Linked DNA regions of Mus musculus: region 2 is linked to region 1. A link is a contact called in public HiChIP or PLAC-seq data. All regions are on one chromosome and are shown on one strand. The core of a region is the stretch at or near the end of the contact, and the rest is flanking DNA. Distances in the headings are between cores, read along the strand shown. Region 1 has its middle 130 kb from the start of Gm8630. Region 2 has its middle 180 kb from the start of Tle4.

Region 1 (5,220 bases), core at 759-3,258:
TGGCCATGCTCTACCAGCTAGAGCAAGACCAGCCTCACCCACTTGCACCAAAAGGGTCTCTTGATAGCATGCCTAAGGCTTTACGGCCATGTTCTTAAATTGCCACAGCACTTCAGTAAATATCAGTAAAGGAACTACAATGTATTAATGTCTAATATATAAGGCTGGCCATTAGGAAAGCCAACCACAAGCAAGATAACTGAAATCCATCAGTTAGAAACTGACCTGAACCAATAGAAAATGTTCCACACTCCTGGTCTAGACAGCCCACAACTTGAGCCCTTAATTTTTCACTGAGGGCTATATTTGTGTCCTTTAAACATCTTTTTTTTTTTCTGATAAAAAGGATTTCTTTGACTTCGTGAATCAGCATGAGAAGTATATGATTTTAGGTATTGCTTTTAGTTCTACAGAAACAAAAACTCATCAAATGCCAAAAACTAGTTCAGTCCAGTTAACATACTTATAAATTATTTTTAAAAAGCTATTACATTAGTTTTCTATTGCTGCTTCAACAAATTACCACATATTTGTATCATAAGAGCAGACATATTCGTTACGTTATAGTTCTGGAGCCCAGAAGTCTGGGATATCTCTTGGAGCTCAGATCAGGATGTGAGCACAGATTCCTTCCTTTGAAAGCTCGGGAGGTGTCTGTTTCTTGGCTTATCAAGATCCTGTACACTGACTCCATTCTTTGATTCATGATCCCTTCCATCTCCAAAGGCAGCTGCCACATCCCCTTATGCTCTGTTTCTGTCCTCTGCTTCTGACTGAGTCTTCATCTCTCCTCTTTTGTTCTAAGAACCCTTATACTACATTAGAACCATATGAATAACTCAGATAATCTGCCCATTTCAGAACTCCTAATTACATTTGCAAGGTCCCACTTGCCATATAAGGTAACATATTCACAAGAGCTGATCATTAGGGTTTGGACATCATTGAGAGCACATCCTTGGGAACTGTATCCTCCAAAGGAAACACCCTTCTACTCTGTCATCCCTTAACACAAATGTGTTATGTTTACCAGTTATCTGGCCCCTAATTATATTTCCTCCCTATATCTAAGTTAACCATCTCCTTAAGCTTAGTAAGACAGCCACTCACAAGTCATGGGGGTTGCAGACAGTCTCCCACATTCCACATTTTCAACATTCTGGAGGGGAACACTGAGATGTGTTTTGCAGAAATGTGCCCACGCACCTCCCCTCAATTTTTTGACAGACAGCCACACCTGTGTGCCCAAACACGGTTCCCAATTACAGAGTTCAGCCCAGATTTGAAAAGATGTACATCAACACCTCCTTTCTCAGGGCAGAGCACATCTGATTATCCTCAGTGGCAAGAAATGTGAAATTTTAAGCACTGTACCATGTCTAAATATGACAGGGGCATTTGTGCCCTTTCTCCATGATCATTGTCATCTCTTGTCAGGTGACATTGTTCTCAGAAAGCACCATTCCCATACTACAAAAATAAGAGTAAAATGTTATAGAAAGTCCAGAGGATCAATGTGGAAGTCTGATTCTCTCAAGCACAGTACTTAACTATAGGCCATGACTGGAATTTATTAACTTGCTAAAATTGATATGAGGTCTTCAGCCATTGTATAGTGACTGTTGTTTAATTATCCAGATCTAAAGAGTGTCTTTGGCTGATTTGTGATTCTTCCAGCTCTGTAGTTCTCTGTTCAGTCACAGCACAGGTCATTGAACACCCACTGGAAAGTGTCCTTCAGAAGTATGTGAAGGGCCCACCTGCATGAGCCTGGTCCATGCTACATTCAAAGAATATGTGACTGCTGGTTCAGTACCAAGAATCCACTCTGGGTGGGCAAGGAAGGCCTCAGAAATACAAGCAAATGCCAAAGAGAAGCCGGTGATTTTATTCCAATTACACTCAGTGCCATGATGTCACAGCATAAATTTGTACTTTTGCATGCAGCTCATGCTGGTGTGATGACAGCTCTTAAAATGTTGAGTGATTGTGGACCCGTCAGCATAAAATTATTCTAACATGGTGCCGTTATTAGTGCTTCAATAAATGCCATTCTTCTTGTGTTCTGAGGTGGCATTTGCAAATGAGCTAATTTCTCTGCAGTAAAATAATTGTGTTGCATTTATTTTGTGGGGGAAAAAACAGTGCTATTACATAAAGGGGGCTCTTTTTCCATCAAAACCACATACGCTGTAGTTAGTCAAGTTTAAAAAAGAATGCATTAACTAAATGACTAGGTAATTATTTAAATGAACTCGCTGCTTTAAAAAGCTGTGGATGGGATAAACACCTTTAAAAAATCCCTTGTTATTACAAAAAGATGTGGCAAATTAGTCACAGGGGCATCCATGCACCAAGTCATGGTGGGGGCTGTTTGCTGATTGGTGACAGACATTTTCAGGGTTCATTACGAGTCTCTGCATGCTATTCCCACTTCATTCTCTGTAAAGGGTAGTCTGAGAAAGGAGGACAGAGGATATTACATGAGTGTTGTCCTTTTTATTTTCCTGTTTGGATACTTTGCCCTGGAACTCCAGAATTCTCTTAGAAGTTCCAAGTTCAAAGTCCCACTCACACAACGACCTGTCTGTACCTCTGGCTGTGATAACCAAGTAAGGAGCTTCATGTTCCTTTAAGTCTCCTGATGCCACACAGACTCCTCAGCACCTAGTAGGTTACATCAGAATGAAAAAGAAGTAAGCTATCTGCCTCTGGTGTTTACTGAATACTACACTGTTTAGTTACATTCTCCTAGTGACAAAGAGAGGGAATGGAAGAGGGAGATGGGGGTGGGGAGGGGGAGACTAAATTAGTTGATGCTAAAGATGGTCAATGGGAAAATATTTTTTCAAGTGTGCTGAAAACCCTAGGTTTTGTGCAGGCCAGGGGGAAATACAGGTGGATTTCCTGATATTTGCAGTCGTAAGACATGGTAAGCTGTAGACTCTCCTCATTTTCTCCAGTCTGTGAAGATCTCCATGGTTTTCCTCCCTTAGATATTGTCCAGCTTTTGTTAAGTTCTATCAAAACCACGGATACAAAACACAACAAATATCCTAAAGGTTCTTTAAAGGAAAGCAACAAATTATGAAAACCGATGTTAAAACAAGATGAAGCCCAACTAGAACCAAAATGTCGGGGCTTCCATGGGTTCAAACAGGAGGTTCCATGTGCACTAGAAGCAAGCTTCCTCCTCCACCACTCCAAGACATGGGTGCCACAGAAGAAACCCTCAGGCTGCTCAGGCCAGTGAGGGTAGAGCACACTTTTATCGATAGATCTGGTCCAGGAACTGGTGCAAATTTGGTTCAAGTCCATCCCTGCAATCACCAAGAGGCTAAGTTGCTCTTCCACCCCTAGGAAGGCTTCAATGAGGGTTGAGGAAGGCAACATGTTCATTTTGTTGCTCTCTGACAGCATTCCCTCTTGGAACCACAGGGCAAATCAAAGCCTGTTTCCAGAACTCTGGTGAGGAATGGGTTGGCCTATGAAGCTCCATTTTGCAAATACAAATATTGAGTTTCATGGAACTATATTTTTCTCATGCCTATGTCATCAGTAGAGACAGTCTTCAGTCTGGGCATCTAGCCCTGAGGACTATTAGTGTCTCCCACTACAGTGTACAAATGTTTAAAAAGTAGGGAAGTAGGGTTGATGTTTATAGAAATATGGGAATAGGAAGTCAAGAAAGTATCTTAAAAACTAAGAACAAACTTGTTTATCTTCTAGCACTTACATTTCTGGCAAGATGGAGGCTTAAAAAGCTGCAGACAGATGACCTAAATGAAAACCATTGCTACTGGATGAGGTTCAGCATGTGTCTTAACTTTTGTGTAGAATGGCAGTTCTCAATAAGAGTTAAACGTGCACTCACGCGCGTGCACGCATGCGCGCGCGCACACACACACACACACACACACCTATAGAACACTTAGCAATGCCATGAACTTATATCTGTCCAAAAGTAACAATGATTCTGAGATTAAGGAAACCTGATATGGAAAGGTAGACAGGTAACCTCATCTCACAGCTTGATGTAGCACGTAAAAATCTGCTTTTCCTTTTATTGAAAATAGATCTTCTTTTCCTCATTGTGCTTTCTACTACCCCCAGTTCTTACCACCTCCCTTCCCATTTAGAACCACTCCTTTCTGTCTTTCATTAGAAAAAAAAAGGCTTCTAAGAAATAACAATACTATATTATTATGCATTATAATATATTATACAATAAAAGTAATACATTGGACAAAGCAAACAGAAGGGAAAAAGCCCAAGAGAAGATGCAAGAAACAAAGACTCACTCTTTTATAACTGCCAGGAATCCCATTTAAAAACCCACTGAGCTGGAAGCCACAATATATACACAAAGGTCCTAGTGAAGACCCATCCTCGCCCTGTACATCCTGCCTCAGTCTTGGTGAGATCATGTCAGCTTTCATCATGTTGATTTGGTGGGCCGTGTACTCCTGGTGTCTTGCATCCCCTCTGGTTCTTATGATCTTTCTGCCTCCTCTTCTGTAGGATTCCCTGAGCTCTGAGGGGAGGGATTTGATGAAGATATCCCTTTGGGGTCTGAGTGTTCCCAGGTGTCTCACTGAATAATATCTGACTATGGATCTCTGTATTCGTTCCCATCTCCTGCAGGAAGAACCTTCTCCTATGATGGCTGAGCAAGGAGTACAGGAAAATCTTAAAGCCCATCTTCAACAATATTCCACCAGGTAGAAACTTGTACTGTTTCTGCAACTGTACTCTAATGCTCTCAAAAGCCTACAGCTGAAAGGAAACAACCTCTGGAAAATAACTTCAAGCAAATGTTTTTGATGTAAAACAGATGAAAGAAAATGAAGTGTCAATAATATAAGGGAAAGGATGAGACCAGGGAAGGCAAACTGGGGAAACGTTGCAGGTCTTCTGAGGAACAGTTTGAGGGTGAAGTCCTCAAGGGTAGAGGTAGTGAGAAACAACAAAAGACTCCTTCCTGTTTCCCTCTTTTGTAAAGAATTTGAGCCTTAATAAGAAAACAAGTGATGGCTAAAAGCAACAAAACTCTTCAGAGATTTTTCAGGCAACTAAGACTGTTTTTCATCTGTATATTAAGAAGTTCCTGGCAGATCTGAATTTGAATCTGTGTTGCCACTCTCTACTCCATTTTGACCTTTAGAACATTCAGCTCCCAGGTCTGTAATTCTCTAACTTCCAAATATACAAAAAGTTGTA
Region 2 (4,955 bases), core at 1,540-4,039, 480 kb after region 1:
ATTAGTCACAGTCTTCATTCCCCATCTCATCTTGCTGTAACCACTTTCCAGGTTTTTAGGTAGGCATAGAGCTAAACAAAACAAAGAACAGTGCAAAGTTCAAATGATCTGAAAAAAAAATTAGGGTCAAAGCTATGCTGATGCTGTTCGAAGTAGCAAAGAGTATCATCTCATGTTTGCTTTGTAAAGTTTCCAGAAATATAATTTTCAATATTTTCATCAGGCTACTTTGACTTTTTCTCCTAGAAATAAGAAGAAAGGATAAATAAATGAAAAAGAAAGAAAGAAAGAAAGAGAGAAAGAAAGAAGAAAAAAAGAGAAAGGAGGAGTTTAAAGTAACACTAGTTTTCTTTCGCTTTGATGATCCACTATTTTGTTTGCGTAGCAAGTTTTTTTTTTTTTTTCACCACTTCCCAGTGTGACTCATAAAATATCCCTTGCATATCCTTCCACAGCTCTTCCTCTGGCAACTCTCTGCCATTCTGTCTCTAGAGTGACTTTAGAGGCTCTGTGTAGAACATGCTACATCCTCTATAATCTACTTTCTGAGGAGTGTTGTATTATGTGGTAGCACAGCTATTCTTTTCTTAGTCAAGGTTACTATTGTTGTGATAAAACACCATGACCAAAAGCAACTTGGACTTTCATTATACTTCCATGTCACTGTTCATTGTTGAAGGTAGTCAGGGAAGGAACTCAACCACCACGGAAAGCTGGAAGCAGGAGCTGATGTCAAGACAGTGGAGGGATGCTTCTTATTGGCTTGCTCCCTCTGACTTGCTCAGCCTGCATTCTTATAAAACCAAGGACCACAAGCCCAGGATTGGTCCTACCCACACTTTTCTGAGCCATTCTGCACAATCACTAATTAAGAAAATGCCCTATAGGTTTGCCTTCAACCAGATCTTATGTAAGCATTTCCTCAATTGAGGTTCCATTCTCTCAGATGACTCTAGCTTATGGGAAGTTGACATAAAGCAAAACAAAACACCCCAAAGAAACAAAAACTAGTCAGCATAACTGTTATTCCCACACTGAAACTGGAGGAAATCTTCCCCTGGCCTCTCCTATTTTACAAATTTCAATCAGAAACACTGAACACATTTGTCTGAGACTATTTTATTTATTTTTAAACATTCGAACTGAGGAAAGGATTGTCCAGACCACACCTTGACCAAGACCCCAAGACCACTTACCGACCCCAATGTGGAAAGCTCATGTCAATGTCAAGAAGATAGACATGGGGTCACTGGGCCCTGTCCTGTTCATTTTCTAAGCGTGTCACATTGATTAAATCTCCTTTCTCTTCTTTTTTTTTTTTTACCATGAATGGTCTCTAATTGGTTGTGTGTGGCAGTCTGTGCTTTTGCTCTGACACCATTATAACGGCCATTAAGTTTCAGTTTGAGTTTTGAAGGGAACAAACCCCATTCAAATCTTAGTGGGAATTAAAATGGTGAGCTCAAATGGTGTGAGGAAACATAACTGAGAAAATGACTTTGGAGTTGGAGATTGTCAGGAAACTCCTTGAAAAGGAAGGTCTTTTGAGAGAGCCTTACCTGTCCTAGGGAAATAGGTCTCCCCAAGCATCTGGCTTTGTATCTCCGCCCCTGAACCCCCACTTACCAACTGCCACTGGGACTCCCGAAATCCCCTGCTTCCTGGTAGACAGCCTCTCCTGCCTCGTCCTGAGGGGAACATGGCTTATTTCAAACCTGTTTATCCTCTTCTACTCTGTTTCCATAAGAAAACACAGGATTGGTCCTGGAGGTCTACTATAATTAAGAGGGTGGATTCAGTTGACTTCGAGTAGAGAGAAAGTTTGAAAGACGACGACTTCTGATTGCTTTCATCCTCGCCTCTGTGTGTCCTATAAATGCCAGAGTGATGCTACGGATCTAAAATGCACAGGGAATATTTAAATGTCCCACAAATAGCAGCCCTTTCCATACACAGAGGATACAAGGCTTATTATCTAGGCCTGTTCTTTGATTGCAATATGTGGGGCCCATTCGAGCATCTTTAGTGGAAGGAATAGCAGATTTCATGATGCTTTCAAACAAAAATTTGTTTTTCTATTTTTACTACCCTGCCCCCCAATGCTGTCTATATACCTTTCCTTTAAGCGGAAACATAAGTCTGCCATCTAATAAAGCCCAATAACAACGCTTCTTGAAAGGATAAGGGCTAATAATCACTTCCCGTTTAACATTCTGGTCACGTGACAGTGGAAGAGAATAAATCAGTTAAACAGCAAGATGCAACACCGCTAATTTTCATGTAAAAGGGGAATGATTGCTTTATTATTTTTTTAAAAGAAAACCATTGTGATTTTTAAAAGCTGTTAAAACCCAAACATCCTTGTCTATCAGTTTATGAATTATTAATAAAAGAAGAAGAAAAAGAAAAAAAAAGAGGATTTCTTTTTCTAAATATCATCTGCTAAGCCACCATGGCCTGAAGTGGCTCACGCTGGATCCTGATTTACATAGTCCCAGTTGGAAGTTAATGAAGACCGCTGAGCCACCTTTCAACATGCAGATAAACCTTCATGTATTTAAAGGCAGGGAATCTGGGCTTGTTCCTGGCAAATTATTCATCTCAGATCTGAAGTTTCTGACATCGCCTGCGTCAGATAAACTGTCACCCAAATTGCAAACTAATTAGTGATTCAAACATTTCCGAGCTGATTGATGACAGAATAATTTACGCTTGTTTCTCAGTTTCCAGCTGGCACGGGCTGCTGACTGGAGCCCTAATTAACGCGAGTACATCAGTCATGTTCTGCCAAGGCGGCACATACAATTAAAAGGCAGTTTAAATGGAATCTCACATGATGCAAATGTGAGGAAACAGCGCTTTAGGAAGAAATGACAACAAAACCTCACAAACCAAAACAGAATGGGAAAGAGAGAGAGAGAGAATTCTTTTTTTTTTTTAACGGAAAAGTAAATTGTCCTCTGCATTGAGCAGTTAACAAAAAAATAAGCAAGAGAAGCCAGACTGGGCATACTAAATGTTTTTGTATTTAAGACATTTTATTGAGATGAGTGTTTACTGCTCTTTTTAGTGCAAACAGTTTGGATCACCCTCCTCCCTCGCTGCGTGTTTTGATGGGAGAGATTCTGGGTAGTCGTCCTGGATTGGTCCCGAGCTCCTGGATCCCTGTGGTACTTCTGGGCTCCAGCCTGAGTGACTGCTTTCCTGCATGTGGCCCTGTCTACTGCCCATCTCCCTCAGCGCAATGTTCTGTCCCTGTCCCTTGCATTATTTCTGTTACTTCCATTTACGAACTTTGGGGTAGATTTTAAGTTTTAGTGCAGTTTTGAGCGGAGTGTAATTTCTCCCAGCCCCTTCCTTTTTCTAGCCTCCTCCTGAGGTTTCCAGCATTTGCTCTAGTATATAGAAAGAAAGCCCCAGAGTTTCAAATTTTATTTGAATAAAATAAAGGGCGGGACCTTTATTTTATTTATCTATTTATTTATTTTTGGATTGCCTTTTTTTCCCTTAGTAATTTAGCAAGAGTCCCAGAGGGTTGTTTTTTTTGGGGGGGGGGGTTGGGAGGGCTAATCACATTTCACCATCTAGATATTCTACAGTTTGCTTCACCATCTACTGAAAAAGTTTGGTTGCTTCCAAGTGTTGGCATTCATGATGGAAATGCTGTAAACATCTGTGTGTAGGTTTTTGTCTGGGCCAAAGTTTTAACTTTAGTAAATGGTAACTAGTGTAGCTACGGAACCATTCATTCATGAAAAAGATACTGTTTCTTTTTAAGATTTGTTTTTATTTATTTGTATGAATGCTGGGTGCCTCTGGAGGTGACAGGTTAGAGGTGGTTGGGTTTGTGAGTTGTCAACTTGGTAATGGAACACAAACTGGGGTCCTCTGTGAGCAGAAAATGTTCTTCACGGAGTCATCTCTCCGGTCTCAATTCATTAAGAGATATGCGCTTTCCTTACCTTCAAAGACTATAGGCTGTTGAAGACAACACACATTTCCTGTGGAGCACAGTATATATTTTTTACACTACAGTATGATGTCTAGCTTACAAGATTTTCTCCTCATCCTTCATATTTCTTGATTGCTCTGTTCAACTCAGAATTTCTAAGTTCTCATTCTCATATAGCAATATCTACTACAATTTATCTACCACAATATCTATCACAAATAATATCTACCCTGTGGCTAGAATTATTTCCTGTTTATTGTTAAGGAGACAGACATAGAAGATAATGATTTTATTCATTTCCACAGAGCCAATGAGAGAGCAAGGAGAGATTATTTATCCAATGAGGCTACAGAACTCACTTAGTGTTGCCAGGGACTGAGTGTCCTAGACCCAGCAAGTGGTAAAGCCAGAGAAGAGGCAGATCTTCACTAGTTCGCTAGTTCACTGATCCATTATCTGTGATGCACTGATACTTATTCACGTGTGGGCATCAATTCTAGAAAAACCTTTTCCGTGCCTCAGAAGCCATCCATTCTACAAAATACATTTTAGCTCTACACATAAAGCTTGCCTCTATGCATACTACTGTGGTCCAATAAGAAGCCAAACTCTGAGCCTACAATCTAAAGGGACAGGCAGACATTATGTGTGTGTTAATACCAATGACTAAGTAATTTTGACTGAATGATCAGTCAGAAGGGAAACGTGCAGTTCATGGCAAAATAGGGAAGGGCGATTAACCTACTTTCACCTATACAACATGAGGAGGTAACTATGCAGCCAAAGTTTAACTGGAAGGACATAGACTGGGCAGGAGCATATCCTGGCTATAGAGTCATAGTCTCTGTTGCTTATATCTGTGTCCAAATGTGATAGAAGGAAACTGGTGTGAGAAGAAAGGGGGTGGGTGCTTAATCATAAGGTAACACCTTAAATATGTGCGAGTTGTAACTTCTAGAACCAGTAATTTCCTGGTGAGTAAAGAGCTAAACATCTATTTGAG

What was found. HiChIP or PLAC-seq counts read pairs in DNA pulled down with a chosen protein or histone mark.
Region 2: an H3K4me3 HiChIP or PLAC-seq map of embryonic basal ganglia shows a contact between it and region 1, with 4 times the contacts expected there. The contact joins two enhancer-like sites. A contact is called at or near these places in 1 of 484 Hi-C or Micro-C datasets (nephron progenitors) and 2 of 115 datasets of contacts at active chromatin or transcription factors (embryonic basal ganglia and embryonic stem cells).

What each region holds. Positions count from the first base shown.
Region 1 is chr19:14,299,378-14,304,597 of GRCm38.p6, forward strand. No RefSeq gene overlaps it. Among named protein-coding and RNA genes, the nearest start is that of Gm8630, 130 kb to the right of the region's middle. Within about 2 kb of position 2,009, at least 7 of the 459 cell types and tissues checked have an H3K27ac peak or open chromatin away from gene starts, as enhancers often do. A contact at or near this core is called in embryonic basal ganglia, where this site is marked.
Region 2 is chr19:14,774,767-14,779,721 of GRCm38.p6, forward strand. No RefSeq gene overlaps it. Among named protein-coding and RNA genes, the nearest start is that of Tle4, 180 kb to the left of the region's middle. Within about 2 kb of position 2,790, at least 19 of the 459 cell types and tissues checked have an H3K27ac peak or open chromatin away from gene starts, as enhancers often do. A contact at or near this core is called in embryonic basal ganglia, where this site is marked.